Linked DNA regions of Zea mays: region 1 is linked to region 2. The links are chromatin contacts, called in public Hi-C maps. All regions are on one chromosome and are shown on one strand. Each heading gives the region's core, a stretch centred on a gene start, on an enhancer-like site or on the middle of the called end of the contact. The rest is flanking DNA. Distances are from core to core; before and after follow the strand shown. Region 1 holds the start of LOC103625946 (Tsr2248 protein). Region 2 holds the start of LOC103625942 (mitogen-activated protein kinase kinase 9).

The links. Hi-C and Micro-C count contacts between places; a contact is called where the count stands out from the background.
Region 1: a Hi-C map of tassel shows a contact between it and region 2, with 4 times the contacts expected there. The contact joins the promoter of LOC103625946 here to the promoter of LOC103625942 in region 2. A contact is called at or near these places in 2 of 25 Hi-C or Micro-C datasets (ear and tassel).

Annotation. Positions count from the first base shown.
Region 1 is chr5:11,289,984-11,293,182 of Zm-B73-REFERENCE-NAM-5.0, reverse strand. It overlaps LOC103625946 (Tsr2248 protein), which reads right to left and starts at 1,949. Exons shown (of 2, transcript XM_008646351.4): 1 at 1,322-1,949; 2 at 819-1,226. The coding sequence starts at 1,684. The coding sequence ends at 1,053. LOC100191453 (NADH-ubiquinone oxidoreductase subunit) reads right to left here. Exons shown (of 5, transcript NM_001136886.1): 5 at 2,168-3,199. The coding sequence ends at 2,433. It overlaps LOC100285153 (dynamin-related protein 1C), which reads left to right. Exons shown (of 16, transcript NM_001158047.2): 15 at 1-17; 16 at 480-943. The coding sequence ends at 605.
Region 2 is chr5:10,992,002-10,995,271 of Zm-B73-REFERENCE-NAM-5.0, reverse strand. It overlaps LOC103625942 (mitogen-activated protein kinase kinase 9), which reads right to left and starts at 1,437. Exons shown (of 1, transcript XM_008646346.4): 1 at 24-1,437. The coding sequence starts at 1,219. The coding sequence ends at 239. All of the region lies in intron 2 of LOC103625943 (exportin-2), which reads right to left.

The DNA.
Region 1 (3,199 bases), core at 700-3,199, 300 kb before region 2:
ATGTGGGAAGCAAGGAGGTATGTTTACCTTGATTAGTTACACTGTTTTGTACACAATTTGAAGATTGGTGTTTGCATCTGTAGTTACATCTTGGTTTACTGACAACTGTTTTTTACTTTACACCGTTTAATTGTCTTGTAAAGCCGCACTGGTTGCACATGTACAACAATTTTTTATTGAAAATCAGTTTTGTTGAATTTGATATGTGGACAGCCCTGGTTTCATGTAACTTGTGCACTTGTTCTCACTGATGCTTGTTCTTGCTACCAGCTGATCACATTGTTCAGAGAACCCCTGGGAGTGGCGTTCAGTTCTCCCTTGTTTTAAATTAATCCGGTTTAGATCATGTTAGCAAATGGTTCTTGGAAGATTTTTACATATTCCTGATTGCTCCAATTTATGCAATACAACTCTGCAAGTCTGTGTGGATAACATCGAATATTGTTCTTTCCCTCATTTGCTTTGCTTTCACAATCCAGAAGAAACAGCTGAGTGCGATGTTGGACGAGGACCCCGCTTTGATGGAGAAGAGGGATGCCCTGGTCAAGAGGCTAGAGCTGTACAAATCTGCAAGGAATGAGATCGACTCTGTCGCATGGAAATGATTGGTTTGTGACAGCCACTGGTGGATCGTAGAATGTACAACCGCAGCAGCACACGTATGGATTGCAGTAGAATGATCAATTCTTTTTTTACATTTGAATTTACCCTGGAGGCCTTGCACGTGATTTTCGCGAGTCTTTTGCCGAACACATGCTTATTTGGCCGTCTTGGCCCATTCACGCGATTGTGTTATGGGAGGATGTTCTGGTCTCCAGTTGATATAAGAGTATATATGTATTCTTTGTTGATTTTACTGCCTTGATGGCCTCCATACTTTTATTGGGTGGGGTGCCAGGCTGGACAATCTGTCAGATGCTACAAAATGAAATTGTGGGATAGGATGACCAACTGTACATTTCTGGTTTTGGACGACCATTGCATGGCCTGATCAGTCGGAAGCAGATAAAATTGCCTTAAAAGAACAACAGCACAATGTGCTAGTGCTGTTACTATCGCAGGCGGCTCCTGAAGTCCTCCCATCCCACTCCCTTCTCCAGGTACTCGATGTTGTTGGGGTCAAACGGCCCCTTCACCACGTCGACCGACTGTATGATCGCCCTCTCCGGCAGGACGCTCCTCGCCGGATCCGCGGCCGTTCCCCCGCTCAAGCTCGACGAGAAGCCCTGCGACAGAACGAACCATGGGTCTCGACTTGAGCCACAGTCACAGCGGCACACAACGTTGTAACATATAGTAAGGTCAGTGTCTGTCGGGGTACCCTGAAGACGAGCACGACTTCGACCTCGTCGTCCACTCGGGCCTTCACCAGGAGCGCCTGGTCGCGGGCGTCCTCGCTGTACCGTTCCATCCTCGCGACGTCCTCGTTGTGGCCCCACTCCTCGCCGTCGTCATCCTCCTCGTCGTCCTCGTCGTACCGCACCTGCCTCCTCACGTGACAGACCGCTCCGTCGGCGCGCGGGTCTCTGACGCCGACGAGGAGGCGGGGAAGGTGCCCGAGGCCGCGAGCTGGGGCCTGGAGCGCTCCGCTGGCGCCGTAGAGGTGGTGGGGGTAGTGACGAGGGCGGGCGGGAGGCGGGGAGATGGTGATGGTCGGTGTGGCGCAGTGGAGCTGGAGCACCATGCTGGGTGGGTGAGGGCTGAGCGACAGAGCGAGCGAGGTGTCAGTCAGTTGGATAAGGCGCGGTCTGAGTGCTGCCACTACCTGTCGTCGTTTCTGCAGTGTGGCAGCCAAGGGACGAGGACGCGACAATACAGTGTGCGTACCGCGTATACTATATGTCAAGATCAAGACATAGCATGCCGCCACTGGTTAAGTTCTGGACGATGAAACTAGCTGTAATCTGCGAGCGGTCTCGGTCTCGGCTGTCAAACTCTCGTTAACAAAATTTAAGTTCTCTCAGACTTTATAGATGTTGCAACAAGGTAAGAAACTAAGAGCTGTGAATTTTTTGTTAGGAAACACAATACCAAGACTATTAACCGCCTGAATCGCACTAACAACATAACCATGCAATATCCTTTTAACAACCTAACCAAGCAATGATTTAGATTGCTATCTTTTGGCAAGTTGCACATTACAAACAAACATAAGGGGCGAGTATTTGAAGGCAAAATCATGTGTTTGTGTCACTTGTATGATGATTCAGTTGGGGCAACAAGCTTATTGAGTATGCTCTGCTTCTCATACACAGCACGGAGATGTACTGATCAGGTTTTGCTGCTCTGAAGAAAATCTAGAGGCAGTCCAAATTATACACCAAAACCTCCCAAGAAAACAAGCAACGGTGGCGAAACTCGTAGCAAGTAAAAAAAAAAAGGGAGGGAACTAAGAAGTTGTTTGCTGAAGATTAGCTCGAAGGGTGCAAATCTCACTTCTTCAGCAATGTCGCACTGCATTGGGCCATAATCTTCGAAGCTCGAGTGATTGCATCAGTCATGTAGAAGTTCTCCACCACAGTTTTGAATGGCGTCGAGCTGACCTTTTGCTTTACAGGCGGCTTCACCTCGACGGAGATTGTGGATGGCTCCCTCTCGTCTACATGTACTAGATTAGGTGCGACCGTACTGATCCGGTCCCTCACAGCTGAGAGACTGTCGTAAGGCAGTAGAGCCCCAGCAACCTCAGAAAGAGCACGGATGATCTTCCAGTCATCCCTAGCATCACCAACCGTAGGAACGGCTGGAATGGTCCACTGGGTGCATCCTTCAGTATTCTCGTAGGTGCCTTCCTTCTCACTGAATGCTGAAGATGGCAGGATAACGTTGGCCCTATAGACAGCCTTGTCTCCATGGTGTCCCTGATAAACAACAAATGCATCGTCTGGAAGCTTGTCCAGGCTTATATCATCAGCTCCCATCAGATACAAGAACTTTGCTGACTTGATGCTCTCGGCAGGATTAGCAACAAGCCCAAGATCAAGAGCTGCAGCCTGTGCAGCATGGAGCAACAGGACATTAAGGCCATTCCAGTCTGGTCTAGTCACATTGAACCTCTTGGCTACAGTCTCAATCATTGAGAATAGGGCATCTTGGTCTTCCCGTTCAAATAATCCAGCTCCAGCAATGATGACAGGGTTCTTGGCAGATTGCAGTACTGAACAGAAAGGATGACGACCCTCTGTAATCTCAACAAGGG
Region 2 (3,270 bases), core at 188-2,687:
TGAACTTGGTTCAACAAATTTCGTCCAACCAAGTTAAAGCAATCCTTGTTGAATCATGTTCTCTTTTTTTTTGTCTTCATATAGTGTTCCATGTTAGTTGTTCGCTGCGGCAGCAGCTGGACTTCTACAATATTTTGTTTAGATTACTAAACTGTGTAAGAAAGAGCTATGCACATGTGTACAAATGTACGATCATACGGCTGTGTGGTCAATCTAATGCCTAAGCGGCGCAGTCAATTCAGGCCCCGGCCACCAGTCGCCGGAGCGCGTCTTTGGAGGCCGCGACGTCTCTTCTGGCGACGAACGGGTGCGCAATAAGCTGTGCCACAGACGCGCGCTTGGTGTAGTCCTTCTCAAGACAGGCGGCGACGAACGCACGGAGCTCCGGCGACGCTGCGCCGTCCGGCAGCGACGGCAGCTCGCCGAAGCAGATGGCGCACATGAGCCCCGCCCAGCTGGGCTTCTGCCCGGCAGGGAGCAGCGGGTACCGGCCCATGAGAAGCTCCAGAACGGTGACGCCCAGGCTCCACACGTCGGCGGCGCAGGGGTCGGCGTGGCTGTGGCGCTCCGTGTCGAACCGCTCGGGGCTCATGTACGCGGCGGTGCCCTCGTAGGCGGCGCAGTGGTCGCCGGCGCGCGAGAGGACCTTGGCGATGCCGAAGTCGGCGATCTTGACCTCCCCGGCGGCGCTGACGAGGAGGTTCGCCGGCTTGACGTCGCGGTGGACGACGCGGCGCGCGTGGAGGTGCGCCAGGCCGGCCAGCGCCTGCGCCGCGACCTCGGCGAGCGCGGCCTCGGCGAACGCCCCGCGCCGGGCCGCGACGGCGTCCAGCGAGCCGCCGTCCACGAGCTCGAGCAGGAGCGCGACCTCGCCGGGGGCCGCCGCGGGGAGCACGGAGTGGCACCGCACGACGTGCGGCGAGCTGTCGGCCCGCCGCAGGGCGTCCACCTCCGACGCGGCCCCGGGGTCGCCGCGGTGCAGCACCTTGAGCGCGTACAGCGCCGACGTCCGGCGGTGCGCGACCTTGTACACCGTGCCGCCGTTCCCGCGCCCCAGCACGGCGAGCCTGTCGAAGTCCGAGAGCCGGAACTCACCGCTGGCTCGCGACGCGGACGTCGAGGCCGCCGCGGGCGGGTTGTGGTGACGGAAGGCGCACGAGGGGACGTCGAGCGAGATGTGCAACTGGGGAAGCCTCCTCACTCTGGCCGTCAGAGCCATTAAGCTCACTAAGCAGGAAAATAGCTTGAGATGGGAAAGGGAGGATTTTTGGTACAGATATGGTATGCCTTTATACTCAGCAGTCCGATTAATTTAGCATTTGAGCTGATTATGATAGAGAGTGACACGCAAGGACCGATATATTTTTTATTTAATTTCTTTCCATTTTTTATCCCAGATTTTTTACTTGGAAAACGATGGCGAACTTTCTGCTCGATGCAAGCACTGCATTGCATTGCAGGTAGGCGTTAAGAAAGTTCGAATGGGCATATATCTCCGAACACCTTGGGCACTCTAGCCTATGAGATGGATCATGGATGACACGGAGATGGAGACAGCATGATCCTGCAGCTCGCAATCTTGACGCCTCCGCCGTCAGCATAGAATAGCAGTGTCATTCTAAACTGGCAGATCAGCCGAAAAGATCCCCAGGATAATCATTAACGATTACACAGTAAGTAATTAGCAATTCAGCACGCCTGCACATATTTTTTCCTACAAAATTAATTACACCATGGATTAGCTTGATGAAACGAGAGGTCATACAGTACTATCCAGTCAGGTTGTTCCGAATTCAACAGAGGGAGGGAGTCAACAAAGGCCCTCCATTCGGGAATGAACGTGGCTTGATTTGTTAATGGCGCTGCGAGTGCCGTGTGCCATCAGTCGCGACCTAGAGGCTTTACACCGTCCTCTAATTTCCAGTTAAAAACACAAATCGAGACCACTCTTGAGTTTCGCGTGACTAACATGGTTAATATTGCTATATAAAAAGATAAAGAGATCATTTTGCGTGAAATCAAATGTAACTCTTTATCAAAAGGGGTTACAAATGAAAGTAGTAACAACCATGTAGACAATTTACCAGGAAAGGAATGCAGTAAACGCTGGACAAAGTAAAAAAACAGCTAGCCAGATGGGCCTGCAGATTCAGAGTCTTTACTTTAAATATTTGGATTTTTTTTCAAAAAAAAAAAAGAGTGCCTCTCTAGATAAAACAGTGCATAATTCAAAAAGGCCGAGTCCTAGGTTTCTTAAAATCAATTTTGACGTTCATAGAAGATACCAAGTCTGGAGGCTGGGGCTTCATTGCTAGGGATGATACTGGAGCAGTTTTGGCAGCAGGAACAAGGAACATCCAATCCCTAGCAAACCCCCTTCAAGCTGAAGCTACCGTTTGCTTCCAGGCAATAAAATTTGCAGTTGAAAAAAATATAATGTACATTGAATCGGATACTGATTGTCAAGTTCTGAAGACTGCACTGTTATCAAAGGATTGGGATGCTGCCTTTAAAGGTGTTGTGATCAGGGAGGTCAAGTTCTTAATCTCATCAGATTTTAGTGTTGTCAAAATTAGTCATGCACCACGTTCATGTAATGTTGTAGCTCACTGTTTAGCTAGCGAGGGAGTTGGTATGCTTCATGGTGCATCTTTTGTTTGGTTAGATAACTTTCCTGGTCATGTAACAAACTTGGTAGCCAGTGATGTTACGCTGTGCTCAGATTAAAAGAAGTTTGTTGTGTTAGAGAAAAGAGTTGTTACATGGTTGCCCCCTACCATTTATCCTTATCTTTTAAAAGTTTACATGTATGGCCTTCCATGCCCCTATATTGTTACCAACACTTACTTGTTCGGTTATTTTCAATCCATATGGATTGGAGGGGATTGATACGGATTGGAGAGGATTTTGACTTACTAGGGATTTAAACCCCCTCAATCCATATGGATTAGGGTACAACCGAACAAGCCTTAATAGTGTTAACTCAGCCCACAAAATGACGTTCATATCTCAGCATTATTGTCCCTCCTTTTATCATGCTGTTGAGACCGTCCGTACGACCGTACCAACCCAGTTGGAACCAGACCAACAGCTAATAGTTATTTAGATGGTATGTAAGGAACTAACTACGCTGTTAGCTAAGAACAATAGAACCTTAGCTAGGGATGAAAATGAGTATCCAGATTATTAAAATACATTTGATATATATATATATATATATATATATATATATATATATATATATATATATATATATATATATATATATAT